Regions from separate parts of the Mus musculus genome. Here region 2 is linked to region 1. A link is a contact called in public Micro-C data. All regions are on one chromosome and are shown on one strand. The core of a region is the stretch at or near the end of the contact, and the rest is flanking DNA. Distances in the headings are between cores, read along the strand shown. Region 1 holds the start of Plpp5 (phospholipid phosphatase 5). Region 2 overlaps Letm2 (leucine zipper-EF-hand containing transmembrane protein 2).

The links. A called contact is a pair of places that touch in the nucleus more often than the background predicts.
Region 2: a Micro-C map of the G1E-ER4 cell line shows a contact between it and region 1, with 2.9 times the contacts expected there. The contact joins the enhancer-like site here to the promoter of Plpp5 in region 1. A contact is called at or near these places in 10 of 39 promoter capture datasets (the 3T3-L1 cell line, 3T3-L1-derived adipocytes, the HPC-7 cell line and 6 more), 6 of 484 Hi-C or Micro-C datasets (CD4 T cells, the G1E-ER4 cell line, the N1E-115 cell line and 1 more), 5 of 115 datasets of contacts at active chromatin or transcription factors (bone marrow-derived macrophages, embryonic hindbrain, embryonic stem cells and 1 more) and 3 of 9 other capture datasets (adipose tissue, liver and pancreatic islet).

What each region holds. Positions count from the first base shown.
Region 1 is chr8:25,717,989-25,721,868 of GRCm38.p6, forward strand. It overlaps Plpp5 (phospholipid phosphatase 5), which reads left to right and starts at 2,060. Exons shown (of 7, transcript NM_028000.1): 1 at 2,060-2,163; 2 at 2,279-2,387; 3 at 2,567-2,657; 4 at 3,186-3,249; 5 at 3,674-3,798. The coding sequence starts at 2,102. Nsd3 (nuclear receptor binding SET domain protein 3) reads left to right here. Exons shown (of 23, transcript NM_001081269.2): 23 at 1-1,679.
Region 2 is chr8:25,576,630-25,580,530 of GRCm38.p6, forward strand. It overlaps Letm2 (leucine zipper-EF-hand containing transmembrane protein 2), which reads right to left. Exons shown (of 11, transcript NM_001364069.1): 9 at 3,687-3,779; 10 at 3,091-3,165; 11 at 1,861-2,175. The coding sequence ends at 2,113. Among named protein-coding and RNA genes, the nearest start is that of D830025C05Rik, 18 kb to the right of the region's middle. Within about 2 kb of position 1,817, at least 49 of the 459 cell types and tissues checked have an H3K27ac peak or open chromatin away from gene starts, as enhancers often do. A contact at or near this core is called in the G1E-ER4 cell line, the HPC-7 cell line and embryonic stem cells, where this site is marked.

The sequences.
Region 1 (3,880 bases), core at 810-3,309:
TTTGCAGTGGATTGTTGTATGGACTGAGGTGTCACAGTTTTCACCTTGGGTGGGGGAATGGGAATGTGGGGAGAAAGGGAGGGAAAGGTACAGTGCAGTTCCCCTAACACCGAGACCCCCCCACCCCATTTGAATTCAGGCTCTTCAATTCCTTGGGACTTCAGATTCTCATTTTATATTTTACAGTTTTAAAATTAAGACATGGAAAGCATCATGTTGTATACTGTCAGATATGCAGTCCTCCCGACGGGAGCACGGGCATCTTAGGTTTCTTGGCACCTTTGAGGTCGGAGCTCGTGCATGTTGAGAAATGATTTCCCTGCGTCTTTGTTTTGCCTTTTTCTCCTTTCCTTGCCTCACCCCTGGGTAGCTGGTCTTTCTGTTTAACATATGCTTGTGTGGGGGGAAGAGGGCGCACTTATGTTATACTCCTAAAATGCTATGTATAACCTTTGTTTCAAAAACCCATTTCCACTGGGCATGGTTGCACACGCCTTTAATCCTAGCACTCCAGAAGCAGAGGCAGGAGGATCTCCGAGAGTTCAAGGCCTACCTAACGCTTCCCAGCCAGCCAGGACTATGTAGAGAGACCCTGTCTCAAAAAGGGGGGGAAAATCAATTGTTTGGCTTTTGTCAATCCATTGCAAAAGTGGCAGATGTGAGCGCTTGTATTTGTGTATGGGGGAGGGGGGAGAAAAGTATTGTTTGTCCTTCAGTAGGCTCTGAAAGTCATTGACTTGTAAGTTCAAGGGAAAATAGAAGTTGCCAAAGTCAGTATTCGGTCCTTGGTTTTCTTGTGACTTCACTGCGTCCGTTAAGGGACGAGAAGCCTTCCTTACCTGCTGACTGAGCCTTGCTCTGTGCAGATGGCTTTCAAGTATCTGCCATTTTGCCTCAACAGGGAATTCTTGTCAGTTAAAGGGAATGAGGGAATTACACTTTTGTTATCAATTAACATCTCATTTTTTGTACCCTATGGTAAGTAACTGTATTGCCGCTAATAACCAAGTTGCTAACTGATTACAGCTGGCTAAAAAGTTCTTTTTATATACAAAGATTTGTGTATTTTCAACTGCTATGGCAAATTCATTTGTGTCCATTTAAATATTACACAATAAACACATATCTGCAGATCCCACCCTCACCTTGTGTTCTTTGAATAAAGTTCTTGATAGATTGTTTACATCTGTATTTACCTGTAATGAACGCTGTAGACCTGTGAAATATCAAAGTGTCAACATCCATTAGTCAGTCTCTTTAGTTTCTGTGACTTGGCGCTCCTAACACTAAGGGGTTAGTGTTAATGTTCCCCAGGGGTATTCTACTAGGGCATTACTGTTTAATGACTTCAAAATATAGTTTAAGGATTTTGTTTATTGACCAATGTCTTATTGCAAAGTATGAGCCTACCATCTTAGTTAACCTGTACATATCTGTTAACTAGTGTAGTGTATGTGAGATTGCCTGTAACATTTGAGCTTCTTACTGATGTGTGCTGGTGGGACAGGTTTTGTACATTGTATTTACTGGAATCCTGCCTTTTTAACTTACAGATACTTTAGAATTCAAATATGTTTTCTGCTTCTGTAAGAATGTGGGAAAGCTTTTAATGGCATTCCATTGATTTCAGGTCTTGCTTGAGGTTGACTTTAATAAATTGTCCTGTATGGTCTACTTAAGAATATGGGCTGGTTCTTTACCTGTAATTTCATGGTACAGTTTACTGGGAAATGAGACACAAAAATACAACCACTCACCCTCAGCCCAGTTTTTTCCCTTCGAAATGCTCCAAAGACATAGTTTCTTTAAAGTGGGCTTTCTGGTTTGCTTTTGTAGAGGAAGCATCTCTGGAGAATGACGTTCCTTTTCTTGTCCTATAAGCTGATCTGGGTGGTTGGTGAAGGACACATTGCTTTGAGACCCAAAGGTGATCTGTTAGGTGGTACTCATAACACAGCAAATGAGCTCTGAATTTCCTGTAGCCCGGAGGCCCCGCTGGTAGTCAGTCCCCGCGGAGTTCGCTAGGTGGCGCTGGACACCGGGCGGGCGGAACCACGGCGCGCCGGGGCCACGTCAGCGTCTGATCCGCACGTATGGCGGGATGGGGACGGCGGCCCTGGGAGCCGAGCTGGGCGTGCGGGTCCTGCTCTTTGTGGCTTTCCTGTAAGGATCTGTCAACGCTCCCAGGCGTCCCTGGGCGCTCGCACTTCCTAAGCGGCTCGGGGCGGCAGGTTCTTCCGCCGAGGTAGCCTGTCAATCTTCCCCGTTTCCTCCCCAGGGTGACCGAGCTGCTCCCTCCCTTCCAGCGGCGGATCCAGCCCGAGGAGCTGTGGCTCTACAGGAACCCGTACGTGGAGGCGGAATACTTCCCCACCGGCCGCATGTTTGTGCGTGAGCTGCCCTCCCGCCCTCCTCCGCTGGCAGGGACTCCTCCCCTGCCTTGAGTTCCAGGGCTAGGGCGAGGCGTCTGGTGGGCAATCTGAGCCCCGATCTTGGTTAGTGCGCGGCAGCTGGTGCTTTAGGCCAGGAGGGACTTGGTTTTACCGACCCTGTGTTTTACCTTCAGGTCATTGCCTTTCTCACTCCACTGTCCCTGATCTTCCTCGCCAAGTTTCTAAGGAAAGCTGACGCTACCGACAGCAAGCAAGCCTGCCTCGGTAAGTCGCCCTTGTTCCAGTTGTTCCTGTCTTAGTGTTGGCAAGTAGCTATGGGGTTCAGCTACTCTGTACCCCTAAAGTATGTCTTTTTACCCCATGAGACCAAAAAGCAGTACTGATGAGAATGTGCTTAATAACACAGGCGCCACACAGGTGTTCCTTTTTGTTTGTTTGTTTTTTCGAGACAGGGTTTCTCTGTGTAGCCCTGTCTGTCCTGGAACTCACTTTGTAGACCAGGCTGGCCTTGAACTCAGAAATCCACCTGCCTCTGCCTCCCAAGTGCTGGGATTAAAGGCGTGTGCCACCACGCCCGGCCAGGTGTTCCTTATTAACACAGACACCACACAGGTGTTCCCTATTAACACAGGTGCCACATAGGTGTTCCTCAGTGCTCCACTTCTCTGCCCCTAGGCCGTTTGGGTTTTTATTCTGGTTGGGTTCTATCTCAAAGCAATGAAGGCTCTACTCATGAGGTGGTGGCTTACTCTTCTCCAAGCAGATGGCACTAACGGCTTCTTTGCTTTCCAGCTGCCAGCCTTGCCCTAGCTCTGAATGGTGTCTTTACCAACATAATCAAACTGATAGTGGGCAGGTAAGTGAGAAGCCTTGGCACTCAAACCTCCCTGAGCGCCCCCCACACACACACCACCACATTCTCAAGCAGTGTTTACCCGGATTCTCAGACTAGTCTCTCCTTTCTCACCAGAACTCCCTCTCCCTGCCCTCTGCCTGTTCCAAGTGTACCACCTGGTCTGCGTCCTGTCCTGAGTATTTCCCACAGCGACCACCTTTATGTACCTAAAGCTGCAGTATGACTAGCTGCTCTGTGCTAAGATACAATCATATGCTAGAGACTTTCTTGAACATTGGCCGCGTGGCTAAGGCCTTTTTCTCAGTATAAACACTAATCTCACCCCATTACATTATTTTGCCTATGACATTAGTGGTCAACAGATTATTGACATCTACTATTACTGAAAAATACTTCCTGAGAGAGTAAATTATATTTCTTCCAGGCCCCGCCCAGACTTCTTCTACCGCTGCTTCCCTGATGGGCTGGCCCATTCTGATCTGACGTGCACGGGGGACGAGGATGTGGTGAACGAGGGCCGAAAGAGCTTCCCCAGTGGACATTCTTCCTGTATGAGTTTCATGGGAACTACTTAAATACTTACATGTCCATGTTCCGCTCTTTGTGTGTGTGTGTGTGTGTGTACACCTGT
Region 2 (3,901 bases), core at 567-3,066, 140 kb before region 1:
CCCTGAAGTTGGCTGGTCCTGGTAGTGAATGCCTGTAATCCCAGACTCAGAAGGCAGAGACCGGTAGATCTTGAGTTCAGGGACAACTTGGTCTACATCGTGAGTTCAGGGCCTGCTGAAGATGCACAGTGAGACTCTTGTCTAAAAGGAAATTAAACGAACCAGAACACACTGAAGTTATGAAGGACTCTGGAACTGGTTCCCTCTTGTTTGACACACAGCAGCATTCAGAATCTTTACTGCCTGCTGGGTACGTGCATGTCCTGGTGCACAGAAGCAATGCATTCAATTGCCGTGCTGTCGGAGGTTCCAGTGGTGTGCTGAAACTGGCTCTCTAAAGGAAAGTATGTGTGTCAGCCTGGGGTTATGGCCTAGTAACCCAAATTTTGAAAACAAAAGGTGATGGTCTTTAATCCTGAACTCAGGGGGCAGAAGCCAGTGGATCTCTTAAATTCAAGGCCAGCCTGGTCTATATATTGAGTTCTAGGTCAACCAAGATTGCATGGTGATACCCTGTCTCCAAAAAAGTAAAATGGGGGATGGGAGTGGGGTGGGTCGGGGCACAGGTGGAGTCCTCAATGGCCAGACTCCATGACTTAACTACTTCCATTTGCTCATTGAGAAGGCCAGAAGGAATCCACGTGCATCAGGGAGATGAGAGGATTAAGCCAGTTAAGTAGCTAATCCCTTTCCCATATTACACATCTATAGTATGCACTAAGTTTAAAAACCCACCACTTCCAGACGGAAGTTGTATTGTGAGATACCTTAGATTAGAGCAATGGCAGCTTCCCAGAGTGGTGTATGAACACAGCCTACAGAAGTCAGTTGATTAGCACACTGGGTGGGACTGGTCCTCCATGACTAGGGAGCATTTTGAGGAGGTACATGCTCTGGGCTGGGGTGTAGTCCAGTTGCTTGAATGATGATTAAGGAGTTCATTGGCTATGTGGTAGTGGCACACACCTATAATCCCAGCACTCCTGAGTTCAAGGCCTGGGAAGTGGGTGGAGATGTCTGTGTCTTGTTTGTTTCGAGATAGGGTCTCACTGTGTAGCTCTGGCTGTCCTGGAACTCACTCTGTAGACCAGCCTGGACTCCCAACTCACAAAGAGCCACCGGCCTCTCCTTCCAGAGTGCTTGAATTAAAGGTACGTGCCACCACGGTCTGGCATATAAGTGTTTTGTTTATATATGTGTGTGTGTGTGTGTGCACCATGAATGGTACCTGTGAAGTTCAGAAGAGGTTGCTGGATTCTGTAGAACTGGAGTTAGAAATTGGTCGTGGCGACCATGTGGGTGCTGGGAACCAGACACTGACCCTCTGCAGGATTTAGTGGTCTTCTGACGGGACAGTCCCTCCAGCATCACTATCTGTTTAACTTCTCTAAGAAGTTGTGCTTTCCTGGGAAGCACGTCCGTCCTGGTCCTCGGGCACGGTACTGTTCTACTGAGGAGTCCCTCTACAAAGGCCGGCCAGGTGCTCTTAAAGGTGGTTTGGGGAGTCTCCATGTTCTGGCTAACAATTCCAAGCCACAGGAGGCAGAGAGAGGTATTTAAGGTGCCAAGCTGACTCCATTGTGAAATATATTTCCTCTTAAAAGGTCCACATCCAATTGGGCCTGGTAACATAAAGTCTACATAATCCTAGCTACTTGGGAGATGCGGTGAGGGAGGCTGAAAATTCAAGGCTAGCCTGGGCAATTCCGATCTTACCTTGCCATTTACAAAAGTGAAAGAAAGGGCAGGGGAATACATACAGCTCAATGCCAGTGCTTGCCTAGAAACCACAGCCCCACCCCCACCCCTGCTCAGTCCCCTCCCCAAGTTCACACAAACAGGAAGCCATTCGAACACAACTTGGTGGGAGTGTCTTTATGCAACGTTTAGTAAGATGACAAAATTATACAGTAGAGATGGACTGTAATTAAGCTTCTCTAAATGGCCTGAACTTGGTGTCACTGCTTGCATCTCTGGGATGGTCACAAGGCCTCCAACGACTTAATGGCTGATCCTTTATCTCAAGCCAGACAGTCTTAGCTGGAATTCCTTTGTGGACGCCACTGCTGAGCGGAGTGACTGAAGAGAGGGAGCGCCACCTTCAAGGGATCCTTAGGCTCCTTTGGAATCAGCCTTGCTGTTCTGTGAGGTCTCCTGGGACTTGGCCTGGAGGATCTGGATATAAAACAACACTTTAGGCTTTGGTCACAAACAGTTTAAATTCTGCAAGCATCTACTTTGAGCTTCTTAATCAAACTAATGGCCACAAGCCAGGCTCAGTGTGTGTGTGTGTGTGTGCACGTGTGTGTGTGCACGTGTGTGTGTGTGCATGTGTGTGTGTGCGTGCATGTGTGTTGAGCCTGTAATCCCTGTCGAGGCTGGTGAGGAAGTAGAACTGGCCTGAGTTCCAGGAAAGCTTGAACTACATTCAGAGTGAACGTGCTCCACCTTCCCCAAAGGAAAGCAACGAGACAGGGGCCACAGACTCAGACCTGTACGACTGCTTTGGTAATAAAGATGGAGATACAAACAAGCATGGAATCCCTTTCTGAGTGCCAGCCCAGCCACAGGATCACAGATGAGCCTACGGTGGACCTGTCACACACAGTTCATCTGTCCCCAGCCACCCACCCCCCCCCCCCAGTGACCTTCCTACTGTTTGCTTGTGCTTTCTCACCTCCCCCAAATTACTTGGCCCAAATGGGAGAAGTGGGCACAGAAATGTCCTATTTACGTGTCTTTTTCTGAAACTTTAATTGCTTTCCTGCTTGTATTTCCTGACATCAGAAGCCCATGTAAACTAGATAACATGTGGGAACTATTTGCATTTAACACATAAAACTAAGGATCTGCCTATAGTGTAATTAGCTCTAGACTTCCATGCTTGGGTTGCTCCAGCAGGGTGCGGACTTTCCCCCTCTACTTCGGGACAGTTGAGGGGAAGAGGTAGCGGCCATAAGATCGCTCGAGTCCAGCCTGCATTCCTGTCTGGATAGCAGCAAGACTCTTGTAGTGTTCTGTGGTATGCATGATGCTGTGGCCCCAGTGCCCTTCCAGATACCTGGGGAGAGGTTCCTCTAGACTACTTACTGCTTCTTTGGAAATAGTTGCTGCTGGTGCTATGAGTGATGACGGTACTGGGGGCAGTTGTATAAATTCTTCATCCTTAAACATTAGAACTGAGAAATTAGTGATTTAAGCCAGTGCATACCAGGATCTACCACGGATACCAGGAACTTGTAACAACTATATTATGTAGGGTTTGAAAGGCAAAAATCTGAAAATTACATGTAATCAAATGTTGACTTAAAACATTTCTGGCAGTAACTGGAGATGGAAGCTGTGGTTTCACATTTTCCACAAGCCCATTACCAGTGAGCTACACACCCAGTCCAATATGCTGAGCTTTTTACGAATCAGATTAAGCAGTGCTATTGATGTTCTTTATTACCAGGTGGTACTGCATTGGATACAATGAGTTCTGTTCCACTGGGAGGATAAGACATGCAGAGAAATGGCTGGGGGTGTGCTCCTGTCATCTCAATCCTTGAGAGGCTGAGGCAAGGGGTCCTGGAGCCTGAAACCAGCCTGAGCTACACCATCATCTCGTTTGGAGGAAAAGAAAATTAAGTCTGATCATTTTTTTTTTCAGTTTAATCATGTAGAAAGAAAGTGAAATAACTAACCTTCGTTCCCTTCAGCTGAGGTGCAGAGTCTGTGAGGTTCTCCTTTGACTCGGGGGGTGGAGGTGTCGGTATTCCAAGGTTTGGCTTTGGAGTCTGGGGACACATTATGCAAGTATAAATAGTCAGGCCCAGAAGCATGGACAAGAATATGTGCCTTCCTCTGTCTAGCGGTATGCATGTGGGGTTGAGAGGGTGTGTGTGTGTGTGTGTGTGTG